Linked DNA regions of Zea mays: regions 1 and 3 are each linked to region 2. Evidence: chromatin contacts called from public Hi-C data. All regions are on one chromosome and are shown on one strand. Each heading gives the region's core, a stretch centred on a gene start, on an enhancer-like site or on the middle of the called end of the contact. The rest is flanking DNA. Distances are from core to core; before and after follow the strand shown.

Region 1 (3,945 bases), core at 1,324-3,823, 220 kb before region 2:
AGCGACCTCCCCCAGTCAGCTGCCTGTGGTGGGTTGTTTACGTTGGCTACATTTCTATTATGTGTACTTTGATTTATATTATGTAAATGATTCTATTCTTTAATATTATTACTTAATCTTTATTGTTATTCGAAGCATTGTGCTATGATGAGTCATTTATGTAATTGTTGTGTACGTGAATTTCTGATCCTCGCACATATATGGTTCGCATTCGGTTTACCTCTAAAACCGGATGTGACAACATGTTCCACACGGGGATAAATTCCCCGACGCAAAGGGATGGGTGAAAAATCTTCCCGCGAGCGTTCGTGGGGATTAGGAATTTTTCTCTAAGGGACGGGGATGTGGAGCCATTCTCCAACAGGGAATTCCCCATTGCCATCTCTAGATATTACTCCGACCATTCAGAATTGTAAGACATTCTGGCTTTTCTATATTCATAACTTTTACTATGTATCTAGACGTAATGTATATAGAAAAGCCTGAATGACTTACAATTTGGAACGCAGGGTGTAATTAATGACAAAGTATTTCCAACATAAGAAATGCATACCATTGCAAGGTTATCTCTTAGATAATCAAAACCAAGCTCACTGTTTGTGACATAAGTAATATCATATGAGTAATTTTCCCTCCTTTGCTCAGGTGTCATGTTCTCTGTCAAAATAAAAACTCTGTTTAACAAACTATCACTAGCAACAATGAAACAGAACATATAAATAATGCCTGCACACAGAAAAAAAATAATCAAAATGCCAATTGGGCTAGTACTGTAGGACACATGAAGCTGCAGCATGATAGGGCAGGAAGCATATCCTATAATTCAGAATGGTAATGGCCTAACTAAACATTCATAATTGGAGCTATCAGTTTATTCATGGTTCAGTAGTTCAGCAAGCCATCCTCTTAGGGTTATGTGCCATTAGTTTCATATATATACATATCAGTACTTTCATGAATCATTCAAGTGCTAGAGCTTAAATTGGTAAGTAAGGGACCAATTAATATTTTCAATATTAATGTGGAAGCTGAAGAATATGCACAACTGGAGACGGCACAACCAACAGGAATGAATAATGTGATGTGATGACATACGTTGAATTAAGCCAACCTGCAGTCCTAGAAATCGGGGGACTTGACCAACCCACTCACAATCACGTCTTGCGAGATAATCATTTACAGTGACAACATGCACTCCTTTCCCACTCAAAGCATTTAAGTATGCTGGCAGAATGGCCACAAGAGTCTTCCCCTCTCCGGTCTTCATTTCAGCAATCTCCCCCTTGTGCAGAACCATACCACCAATCAACTGCACATCAAAGGGCCGGAGGCCTAGAACTCTCTTGGAAGCCTCCCTCACAACAGCAAATGCTTCCTGCACAAATGATGACACAGATTCCACCATGAAAAATTGAGATGTCATTCTACAGGAGTCATGATTTAACATATCTTAGATCATCTTAAAGTGGCTAATGAAAAGGAACAATGAGTTAGTCTATTTGTTTGTGCCTTGGTACATCATAGATTTCTTTCATAACTTTGATGAGAGAATTCAGTTCTTGGTTGGTTCACTAATTGTACATACACTCTGGACAGTGAATTGATTAGTCTCAGATGAAGCTCCAAAATTATACATGTTAAGCATTATCCAGATGCAAAACGAAATGTTTGCAGCCTTGTTTCTATTATCTGCAATCTGATACGAGAGTAAATTGAAGATGAAGTTGTTTAGATACTAATATACTGTAGTCACTCAGAGAATCAAATTAAAATGAAGGCTATGGTTTTCCTAGTTCTTCCTGAAAACGCCATTCTCATGATCACAGACTGTAACATTTTAGTGTAGTCACTAATAAAGTTCATTTAATCATTTTAGATTCGACACACTGTAGTGAAAGGATACGAGTGCCCGTTATATATTTGGGTACGTACGGGGAGAAGGGAATCCAGGGATTCCCCGGAGCGAGCACGGTCCTGGAGCGCAGCGGTGCGTGCACGCAAATCAGCGTCTGAGAGCGCGGAGACCTCGAGCTCCATGGAGTTGATACGCGCCACGGTGTCTGCGTACTTCTTCCGCGTGGCCTCCCCGTCGTCGCGGCCGCCCCCGCCGAATACGGTGCCCAGCAGGCCCCCCACGCGCGACACGTGAGAGCCACCTCGCCGCCCCTGCGTGCCTCGGCCGCGCTGGCTGGGCCGGAACCGAACCCGGCAGCCGCCGCAGCCCCCAGCCAGAGGCGGTGAGGAGAGGCCCGTGGCAGACAAAGTGTGGGGAAAGCGCAACGCAGGGGTAACGGCTACGGTGGCCGCCGAGGCGTGAGGAGTCATGGCCATGGGCGTGCGCTTGATGTCTTTCTCCGGCGCCTCGTGTGGTGATGGTGGCGGCGCGCACGGCGACAAGCCGCCGCGTGCTCTGGGTGGTGGGCAACGACTGTGGCGTGGCTGTGGAGTGTGGATGGAGGCGTAGGAGACGACGGATAAGGAACTAGGTGGGCCGACGACCGAACCCATATTCAGTTTAAGCCCAAATGTATCTTGGCCGCACCAGGCAGAGCCGGGCATCCACTAGCGTACTATAGGCTCATTTCAAAATTGCCCCTCATTTCAATAACGCCCCGTTTGAAATTGAATTTCATTCTAATAATAGTAATTTAGACATATATCAATTAAGTTAATTCAGTTTTATACAAAATATATTTGTATATTATTATTAGCAAGATGTCGGAGATATTTATATGTTATATTTTTACTATAGAGGAGTGAGACGAAGAATGTCACGTAAGTTACAGAGTAGAAACAAATTCTACTACTGTATAAAATTATTTCTCATCCCCCATCCCATGAATTTGAGATAGACTAATATTTGAACTTTGGAAAGTGGTGGAATATCAAATTCCAAACTAAATAAGTTATTTTATTGAGTAAATTACAATTCCTCTAAAATGAAGTGATCCAAACGCCCCGTAAGGAAAAAACAATGATCTTCTTTCAGCTGTAGCACCTGTTCATAAACAGAATGGAATTGGTGTAGCATTTCTCTAACGGGGCGTTTGGATGCCTTCATTTTAGAGGAATTGGAATTCACTCAATAAAGTAACTTATTTAGTTTGGAATTTGACATTCCACCACTTTTCAAAGTTCATATATAAGTCCATCTCAAATTCATGGGGTGGAGGATGGGAAATGATTTTATGCATTAGTAGAATTTGTTTCTACTCTGACTTACATGACACTCTTCGTCTCACTCCTCTATAGTAAAAATGTAGCACATAAATATCTCTGACATCTTGCTAATAATAGTATACAAATATATTTTGTATAAAATCGAATTATCTTTATTCATATATGCCTAAATTACTATTATTAGAATAGAATTCAATTCCAATGATCCAAACGGGGCGTTATATGAAAGCCGGTTCGAAACGCGGCCTCCAAGCCGGTCCACGTCGTCCTTTTATTTTTTCAGTCGTTAGATCACACACCAACTGTCTCCTAGCTAGCCTCTCCATTCCGCGATGCCCCCGCCCCCCGACCAACGCTGCTGTTAAGCTTCCAACTCCATACGACCAGCCAATCTCTCCAAGCTTCTAGATCCCCACCCCCACCCACCCGGCCGGAAGTCCGCAGTCCGGTCCTCATCCCAATTGGGTGCGCCATCCCCGCGCACACACAGTTCGGTCCTCATCCCAATTGGAACATGTTCATCCCAATTGGGAGACGAAGGGATAGGAGGCAGAGGCAGCGATTGCAAAGATGGCACTACTCGTGCTACGCCAGCTCCTCGCCATGCTCTAGTCGCTGGCCCTGCTCCTGCCCTTCCAGTGGCGCACGCAGCGGGGGCGTTCGATGTCACGACCTCCACATTACGGCTAGCGGGAAAAGGGGAAGGCAATGGCATTAGTGGTTTACGGGTGCCGGCCGGGTCGCCCATGGTCGCCGCGCGAAGGG
Region 2 (4,223 bases), core at 314-2,813:
TAGTCTAATCCTTTCCAGTATCTTCTTTTTTGCGTTACTAAGATTGCGCCTTTACTCTTTGGAGCTGCTAGATACTAAATACACTAACTCAGCAATTTAGCTTTTCATTTTTCTAAAGTTCATATTAATTACTTCTTGCTATCAAGTAAAAAAGAGGAAATATAAGAGGAAAAGTAAATACTATCAGAAGCTAAATCACCTTTATTTGATGAGATAAGGAAGTAGGGTATGTTTCTTCTTCATCCTGCTTCATTGCAGCAGTTCCTCTAAATAAATCAAACTGTGTGCCAGGAGGCAACAATCCTACGCAATAGGAAAAGATTGAAAATCTCATGACTATTTCATAACAATTAACATATACATGGTAGCATCCTTTTAATAGTGTGCAGCAAAGAGAATACCTTGGTGCTGTTGCCACTTCAAAGCCTGACCAATCAGTGCCATAAGACGAGATGGCGGTACTACTGAGACTTCTGAAGCAACAGCTGAAATTGGCATAGCAGAGGAACAACTAGTAGTTAAAAATTAGGATTGCAAAGAACAAAATTCCCAGGGTAGATAAAACTGAATAAAAGTAGGACCAAATTATTTAAGTCATCTAGATATTAATAAGGAATCCCTAACTTCCAACTCTCGAAATTTGCTTATAAGTGCTGAAATAATTATGGTACATTATGAACATCGGCTCCAAACTCTGAACAAATAAAAAACACAGCGTCAACAAATAAGACATTCAGCAAGCTCACCTTGAGCAATCAGTGCTCGCCGCTTCTCCTTGGTGGATTCTTGGTAGGCCTGTTGGCAGAATGATATTCCAGTACTTCAACATTAATATAGCTCAGGGAGTAATATAAACAACATAACAAGAATAACATAGCAAGATAAACTTGCCAACCTCATTGGGGTCAAAGTATGTGCGGACAAGGAGGTGCTCAAGGCGGAGGTACCGCTCAGGCTGCTCCTGCTTCATAACACCCATGACCTGCGTCTGACGGAGGATGGCACGGGCCGTGTCAAGCTCACGGAGCTCAGCCATCTCCAACACAATCTGCTCATAGAGGTCCTCGAGCTTCTTGCGTGGCAGCTTGAGCTGTGCGACCTGGGGAAGCACAGCATCCCAACGCCCGGCATTGATGTCGGCAATGAAGGTGTCGATGCTGTCAACAGTGTTGAGGGAGACCTGGCACTCGTTTTGCAGCGTCTGGAACGTCTGCTGCAGCGAATTCTCCTTGCAGAACTGCAGCACTATCTTAACCACGCTGCGCACAAAAAAAAAACATCGCGCTCAAATCCTTTGTCGACCTTAAGACACTAATGCTACTGCAAGTCAGGCGGTTCTCGGATAGATTCAATAAGATGTGGAAATCCCAAAAATCTATCGATTTATTGCGACGCTGAAAGGTAGTTATCGGCCGCGGACAGACGGATTCAAGAACCAAGCTGAAGCACCCTAGTAGGGTTTAGGGATTCGCCGTGTTTCTTCTCTCGTGGTTTCGCTAGTACAAAGGAGGCCTTTAAAGGCGTGAAAGGGGTTTGTACGTACTCGCGGGCCTCGATTTCGAGGGTCGACGCCGACGACGCCATCTTCGGGTTCTGCGGGAGGCGGCGGATGCTACAGCACCAGGTAGGAAGGTAAAAGTCGGGAGCGGCTGCTGGAGAGGGAGAGGAGAGGCGCTCTGGTGATTTTGGGTGCGATGGGCTTCGGTAATTGGGCCACGGAAAGAAGGGCCGCTAGATGCATCGATCGATGCGCGAGCCTTATGGGTCCCATTTGGGCCGAGCACAGTTTTTGTGGTTTGCTTTTCTATTTGGGCTCATTCCATTTGGTGATAAATGGGCTGCCAAGCCTAGTGGCCGACTTGTTTTAGTTTAGCGGTCCGTGGGTCTCACATCAACAGACTTACCCTATTTGTTTCACCTCCTTTTCAGCATCTGGCCGTTATCTCTACTACTCCTTATGTCTATATCATAGGCGTCCACATTTGAGGATGGTGCACGGTTCTGCCGTCGCGCTCCCTCCGCACTCCATCCGTCCTCCGTGCTCGATCCTCGAATCCCGCGGCTCCATCCTCAAATCTAGCGCTCCCTCCGCGTCCCTCCACGCTCCACCCCCGCTGCCCGCGCGCCGCCGCCCCGGCCCGCGATTCCCCCACTTCCCCGTCACCACCACGAGCGATGCGCTCGCACATCCAGCGCACTCCCGACCCCTCCGGCAACAACTCGGAGGGGTCGAGGCCGAATCCGCCGATGAGAAGGCTGAATCCACCGATGAGAAGGCAACAGTGGTGATGGAGAGGCTGGCGGTGGCCACGAGGGCGTTCTTCGCTTCGGCCTCCGGCGGCGGCACTGGCGGTGAGGTCGGCGACAGCATGGGGAGGAAGACCACGGCGGCTCGGTGCCCTCCTACCATCGGCAGCACGGGATCTCGTGTGGGATGTCGACTCCCAGCTCTACTACCACACCAGGTAGTTGCTTCCTTTCTCTCTACATGTTGTAGGGTTCCACTGATTGGGCGTCGATGGTAGAATTTTGTGATGAACTAATGAAAGGATTCGGCCAATGGAAGTTTAGATGGTGACAACCGGCTTCTGGTGTATGAATTTATGCCCAAGGGAAGTTTGGAGAACCATCTGTGAAGAGGTTCTCTGTTATACTCTGGTTTCTTTAGATATACATCTCCGATAGATCTTGAGATCTGCAGACATGACCTCCCCTCATAAGTAATATCACCAGAAGTATCTTGACAAGACTACATGAATAAGAACAAATGATAGAAACTGGGAGCACAAGCTAGCTTGATGGTTTTGTGAATAAAGAAATAAACAATAGCAGCACTAAATACATCGTTCTACTATATATGGTTGGTGCACTCACCTTTCACTAAAGTGAAAGCCTGAACAATGAGGGTTAAGGGGGAGGGCAGATAGTATTAGTGAGTGGGTAGTATATTGCACCACAAGTTACATCTTACCATCCACATAAATTTTGCAACATATGATAAGCCTTATTGACAACTGATTACTTACCTGATTGTCACACACGGTTTTAGAAGGCAAACCGGGTGTGACATAAGTGGTATCAGAACCGTGCTGACTGTAGGACCGCTAACCTAGAGTAGAATGGTCGTTCTAAGGACTATAGACCTCTGTCTCTGCCTTGACTTTGATATCCCTTCAAAAGTTGGTCCTACCGACCAAACCTATGTTCTACTATATATTATACCTTGCTGAAAATCATGTTTTATTCTAATCCTTCATTTACTTATGATTCATTATTTGCTGGTCATATTAATTCTGTTCTCACCCTTTTGCTTGCGATGTCTTTTGTAGATGGCTCGACTTAGACACACTGCACGAAAGTCAGTCATCCCCTTCTTACCCTCCCGCCTTGCTGAGCGTCCGCTTCGCCGTCCCGTGGCCGGACAGTCTAGCCACTTGAAGAGACTACACCACCGCCTGCGTGAGGAGCAGGAACGTCGACGACAGGAGCAGCAGGGCTCTTCTTTCTCGCTCCACCAGGAGATAGAGTCTGTGAGGAGCTGCTCTCCTGTGCTTCCTCTGGAGCCGCCCCCTGCACCACCACTGGGCGCCCCAGCTTCTGGAGTAGCTGCTGGAGGAGACCCAGACGACGGAGATGGCGACGACAGCTCGAGCCACGACACCGACTTCTCTGCTAACCCTGAGCCGGAAGGATGGGTTGCTCGACCCATCACTCGCGACGCTGCTCGCGGGTGTCACTTCCATGATGCGCTCGACACCCTGCTACGTCGGGCATTTGACCGGCATACTTGGTCCGTCGAGTATCGCTGTGTGGTCTACCAGCACAGTCGCGGGGTCTACCCGGACCGCTGGGAGGCAACTTGCTTGGTGCGCTGCCCGGAGAACAGTCTCCAGGGTGCGGAGGCCTGCTCAGAGCACTATTCTATTTCTGAGCGGGACTCAGCTGAGGCAGCCATGCAAGATGCTGCACGGCGTGCGCTTTCGCACTACTGCTCGGTTTTCGGTGGGGCAGCTGACGGTCTTGACCTGAAGTATTACCCCCGCCGTCCATCTGGCAGCACAGGAGGAGTGATTGTCTCACCTGTCGGTGAGGGCAATCCTAGGTTGAGCAGCACAGTCAACCTAGCCGCTGTGCTAAACACGGAGCTGGACCATGCATTAGATGAGCTGAGTAGGGCTCGTGCTGAGATCGCCCTGCTGCGGGCTGAGCGCGCGGAACGTCGT
Region 3 (4,374 bases), core at 288-2,787, 170 kb after region 2:
TTTTCTTCATGCAAGCAAAATATCAAGTAGCAAAAGAAAGTCGCACACTCGCAAGGTTGGAAGCGAAAAATCGTCGGACCATTCACGCGCATGTCGTTTGCCCGTGCCAATTGCCCCGCCTGGCGAGCGCGCGCATGAGTCCTCTGTTTTTCTCTTCTCAATTGCTTCAACTAGGTGTCTTCTCAATGGCTTCAACTAGGTAGAGACAAAAGCTAACAAGGTGGTACTAAAATTCCCACCATACCATACATGTGTGGCTGGGCATTTAGGATTTATATGAATTATTATGTGGGTCAAACCTAAATTCTCTAAAAACTACGATACAAAAAAACTACGGTTACAGCTTTGAGCGTAAAATATATCAAATAGAATAAGTCGCATACTCATATGGGAAGCAGAATGTTATAAATTTCCTGTCTCAAAATTAGGCTCCAATAGCAGTTGATTTGGTAGTCCTTGCTATATTCTTTTCATAATTGTAATTTTATGAAATTTGCACAGTTCAATATGATTGTAGAGAACATCGTATTATGAACTGTGTAGTGGGTCGAAATGCTTAGAAATTATGTTATTAAATGATTCATGAATGAATGGAAATAAAGAAGATTTAGACAATTCTGTTTGAGCAAATTCTTTTTTTCGAGAGTAAAAAGAGAGCTTTATATTTAGCCAGACGGGATGTTCATACAATCGGCATTGGGTTCTGCTTGAGCAATATTGAACAGAAAACAAGGCCTGAAAGGAGCTTACATATAATAAGAAAAAAATGTTCCACTAAGAGCATGTTCGTTTCATTATTAATCTATATGGATTAAATGATATTGAGTTAGTTTAAATCTATAGTAAGTTAAAAATCTATCTCAATCCATTCTAATATTCTACAAACCATATGCTATTATAATAACAGGCCTAAAGTGGAGACGAGGACTCTTCTGGCAAGATTCATGACATGCAATTGCTCATGTTTTCACTTGAGCAGATTCGTACGTGGACAGCAGCAAGTGAATCGTAAGGAGGCGTGAAAAGACAGTCACATGCCATGTCACTGCCGCTGAGGTGTTCATTCAGTTCAGCCTCAGACTAACCGCAGCGCAACCCCTACGCAGCCCCCTCCCCTTGCATGCGGAGTATTTAGGGGGAACCGCTGCGGGAGATGAAAAAATAGGGGAGAAAATAGGGGGAAAAAGTGATATAGGAGGAAAAATTTAGAGGTAACGGTTGCGGATAGCCTCAGTGCGGCATGCATTTCGCTGTCCCCCTCACCGACCCCGAAACTCCACGTCACATGAAAGGTCGCTAATCCGCCACCTGCCTGTTTTAAGTTTAATACCCCCACTAATCCACCACCTTTTTAGCGTTTTTTTTATATAAAATTTATTAAGCGCCGCGCCGCTGCGAAAACAAGCAAAACGAAGAGAAAAGGAGCAGCGGCAGGCAACAGGCAGGCAGGCAGGAGCACAGCCCAGCCCGCCCGGCACCAACACCTGCTCCTGCTGCTTCTGCTCGCCCTCGCCCCCTGCTGCGTTTTGTGCCATCGCCATTTGCGATTTCTTTCGAGGAAAAAGGGAAGCAAGCGCGGAAATACTCCACAGATACTACTCACCTACCGCTCCGATCCGGCCACCAAGCGCAACCAATATCTCGCTCCCTTTCTCTTTCTCCGTCTCCCTCCTCCGCACAGCGCACGCGCAGGAGGCCGCTGCCGGGAGGCCCATCTCTATCTCTCTCCGCTGGATCCTCCGGCCTCTCGCGGTCCGGTGGAGCGGAGATCCGGCCGCTCGGGCGTCGGCTGCTTCCTCGTTCTGCCGGTGAGTTGGCCTTCCTAACTGGAACCTTGGTGGGTTATTTATTCTTATTCCATGCCTCTGAGCTGTTCTTGTTCTCAGTCAGATCCAAATTGTCCTTGGTTCCCTTCCTCTATCTCTCTGCCCATTCTGTTTGCTCCGGATTTACCTGTAGCGCGGACTCCATCCATGGTGTGAGATTAGCTTCTTCTGCTTGTTCCGCAGCGTTCAGGATCATGCAATTCGGGCTCTTGGGACCAAATTGAGGTTGCTAAAAAAATAAAAAAAAATCCTGATGGGTTATTTCCCACAGCCGCCACAGCCGCAGACCCACACGATGGAAGCTAAATGTGCTAGCTGTTGATCCTTGCGTGTACCTGTACACGACCCGTACCGAGATCGCCATCGCTGGAATTTATTACCTAGTCTTGATTGGAGGACAGCTACTATTCTTGCTTCCCTTCCAGCCCAAGATAATGTACTCCCGTGTACTGCCCGTCTTAACTGCTCCCATTTAGTCCAGGAAGCTGTCCTTTCCTTTGCGCATGTTCCGTGGATCCAGATTCATGCATTTGCATTTTGCTGCGTGGAGAGCTGCTGTATGCCCATCGGCGGTATTTCCTGCATTGTGTGATGTCATTTCTCGGGCTGCATGGGCAGCTAACTCGCTCGTCTGTGTTTTCTTAATTTTTTTTCCTTTGGTCTGTAGGAGCAAGAAGCTGGCATCCCGCCATGTCGTCACCGATGCCCTCCCCTACTCTGAAGGACCATCTCTCCACGCCTACAGGCCCCTTGCATCTCAAAGTATGGGAGGTCATATGCATTGCCTTGGGAGCTTTCATGGTGCTCGTCTTGTTTGCCACCGTGTGGCTCACGCTCAGGAGCAAGAAGAGGGTAAGGCGGCGGGCATCCGCAAATATCCCAATCACCCAAATCCCTGCAATTTCCAAGGAAATCAAGGAGGTGAGGGTGGAGCAAGTGCCGGCCAGCGACTTTGTGGCGCATGATGGCGTCCTCCTCACGTTCCAGGACAAGACCAGCGACCGGGATTCGGACAAGGTCATGGCCCATTTGGGTGTTAGCAAATCGAAGCGTGGTGATGAGAGCCATTCGGGGTCATTTCGCTACATGGACAAGGATGCAGGATTCCAGTCAGCTGAGGAAGGTGGCTCTGGAACGTTTCGGCAGACTTCAGCTAATGCCATAGTTGCTCCTTCACCTCTGGTTGGCCTGCCCGAGTTTTCATACCTTGGTTGGGGTCACTGGTTTACGCTGAGGGATCTGGAGCTTGCTACCAATCGCTTTTCAAAGGACAACATTATTGGTGAGGGTGGATACGGTGTAGTTTATCGCGGGCAGCTAATCAATGGCTCCCCTGTTGCTGTCAAAAAGCTTCTCAATAACCTGTAAGCCTTCCTTATCTAATCTCAGCTCGTTATTTACCTGCTTGTCTTCCTTACCAATGTTGCATTTAGTTTCTCCAATTGATGTTTTGTGAATCTGTAGAGGTCAAGCTGAGAAGGAATTTAGAGTAGAAGTTGAGGCTATTGGTCATGTTCGACACAAGAACTTGGTCCGGCTTCTTGGTTATTGCGTGGAGGGTACCCAAAGGTAGTTCCTATTACAGTTGCAATAAGCATATCATTTTTCTGACATCATATCTAACTTGAAATGAATTTTTCAGGATGCTTGTCTATGAGTATGTGAACAATGGAAACCTAGAACAATGGCTTCATGGAGCTATGAGTCAACATGGCTCTCTTACATGGGAGGCCCGCATAAAGATTCTTCTTGGGACTGCTAAAGCGTCAGTGCAAAATACACTTTAACTTTTTATTACCATTGTCTGCATTATTTTCCAGCTCACCTTAGGATATGAATGCTATAAAAATTCTAAAGCTAATTATCTTTCTACACGGGAATAATCCTACCATAGCACCCCTCAATTCAAAGTAAGCAAGTGTATCTGATGTTAAGCTAAAAACTTCTAATTACTATTTGCATTGCCTTAATTGTTGCTACACTTGCATAATATGTTTTCTCCTTTCAGTTTTGTCATGTGTGAATGATTTGAAATGAAAACAAGAGTTTTTTATATTTGTCCACAGGCTTGCTTACTTGCATGAGGCGATTGAACCCAAAGTTGTGCACCGTGACATCAAATCCAGCAATATTTTGATTGATGATGAGTTCGAGTCCAAAGTATCAGATTTCGGTTTAGCCAAGCTTCTTGGCGCTGGAAAGAGTCATGTCACCACTAGAGTTATGGGTACCTTTGGGTATGTTCCGCTATTTGTGACCAAGGTTTCCATGAAGTTATATTAGTACAGGGTTATGATGGTCTGATTCACTCTGCAGGTATGTGGCACCAGAGTATGCAAATACTGGACTCTTGAACGAAAAGAGTGACATTTACAGCTTTGGAGTCGTTCTCCTTGAAGCAATTACCGGAAGGGATCCTGTTGACTATGGACGCCCACCAAACGAGGTATTGATAAATTGGTCAATATTCTTTGCTTTAGTGCTAACCTACATGATAGACCTTGCTTGTGTAGTTAGATATGTTTAGGTTTGAAGCAATAACAGACAT

The links. A called contact is a pair of places that touch in the nucleus more often than the background predicts.
Region 1: a contact with region 2 is called in a Hi-C map of ear, with 3 times the contacts expected there. The contact joins the promoter of LOC542347 here to the promoter of LOC100381399 in region 2. A contact is called at or near these places in 11 of 25 Hi-C or Micro-C datasets (bundle sheath, ear, endosperm and 4 more).
Region 3: a Hi-C map of ear shows a contact between it and region 2, with 4 times the contacts expected there. The contact joins the promoter of LOC100191852 here to the promoter of LOC100381399 in region 2. A contact is called at or near these places in 3 of 25 Hi-C or Micro-C datasets (ear, leaf and tassel).

The regions. Positions count from the first base shown.
Region 1 is chr3:58,605,393-58,609,337 of Zm-B73-REFERENCE-NAM-5.0, forward strand. LOC542347 (thylakoid assembly 1) reads right to left here and starts at 2,574. Exons shown (of 20, transcript XR_002268001.3): 1 at 1,933-2,574; 2 at 1,096-1,375; 3 at 554-657.
Region 2 is chr3:58,829,104-58,833,326 of Zm-B73-REFERENCE-NAM-5.0, forward strand. LOC100381399 (Suppressor of mec-8 and unc-52 protein homolog 1) reads right to left here and starts at 1,564. Exons shown (of 15, transcript NM_001174240.1): 1 at 1,544-1,564; 2 at 896-1,259; 3 at 747-795; 4 at 402-485; 5 at 200-303. The coding sequence starts at 1,036.
Region 3 is chr3:59,003,221-59,007,594 of Zm-B73-REFERENCE-NAM-5.0, forward strand. LOC100191852 reads left to right here and starts at 1,538. Exons shown (of 8, transcript NM_001137276.1): 1 at 1,538-1,808; 2 at 2,494-3,190; 3 at 3,291-3,395; 4 at 3,469-3,591; 5 at 3,893-4,063; 6 at 4,143-4,272. The coding sequence starts at 2,517.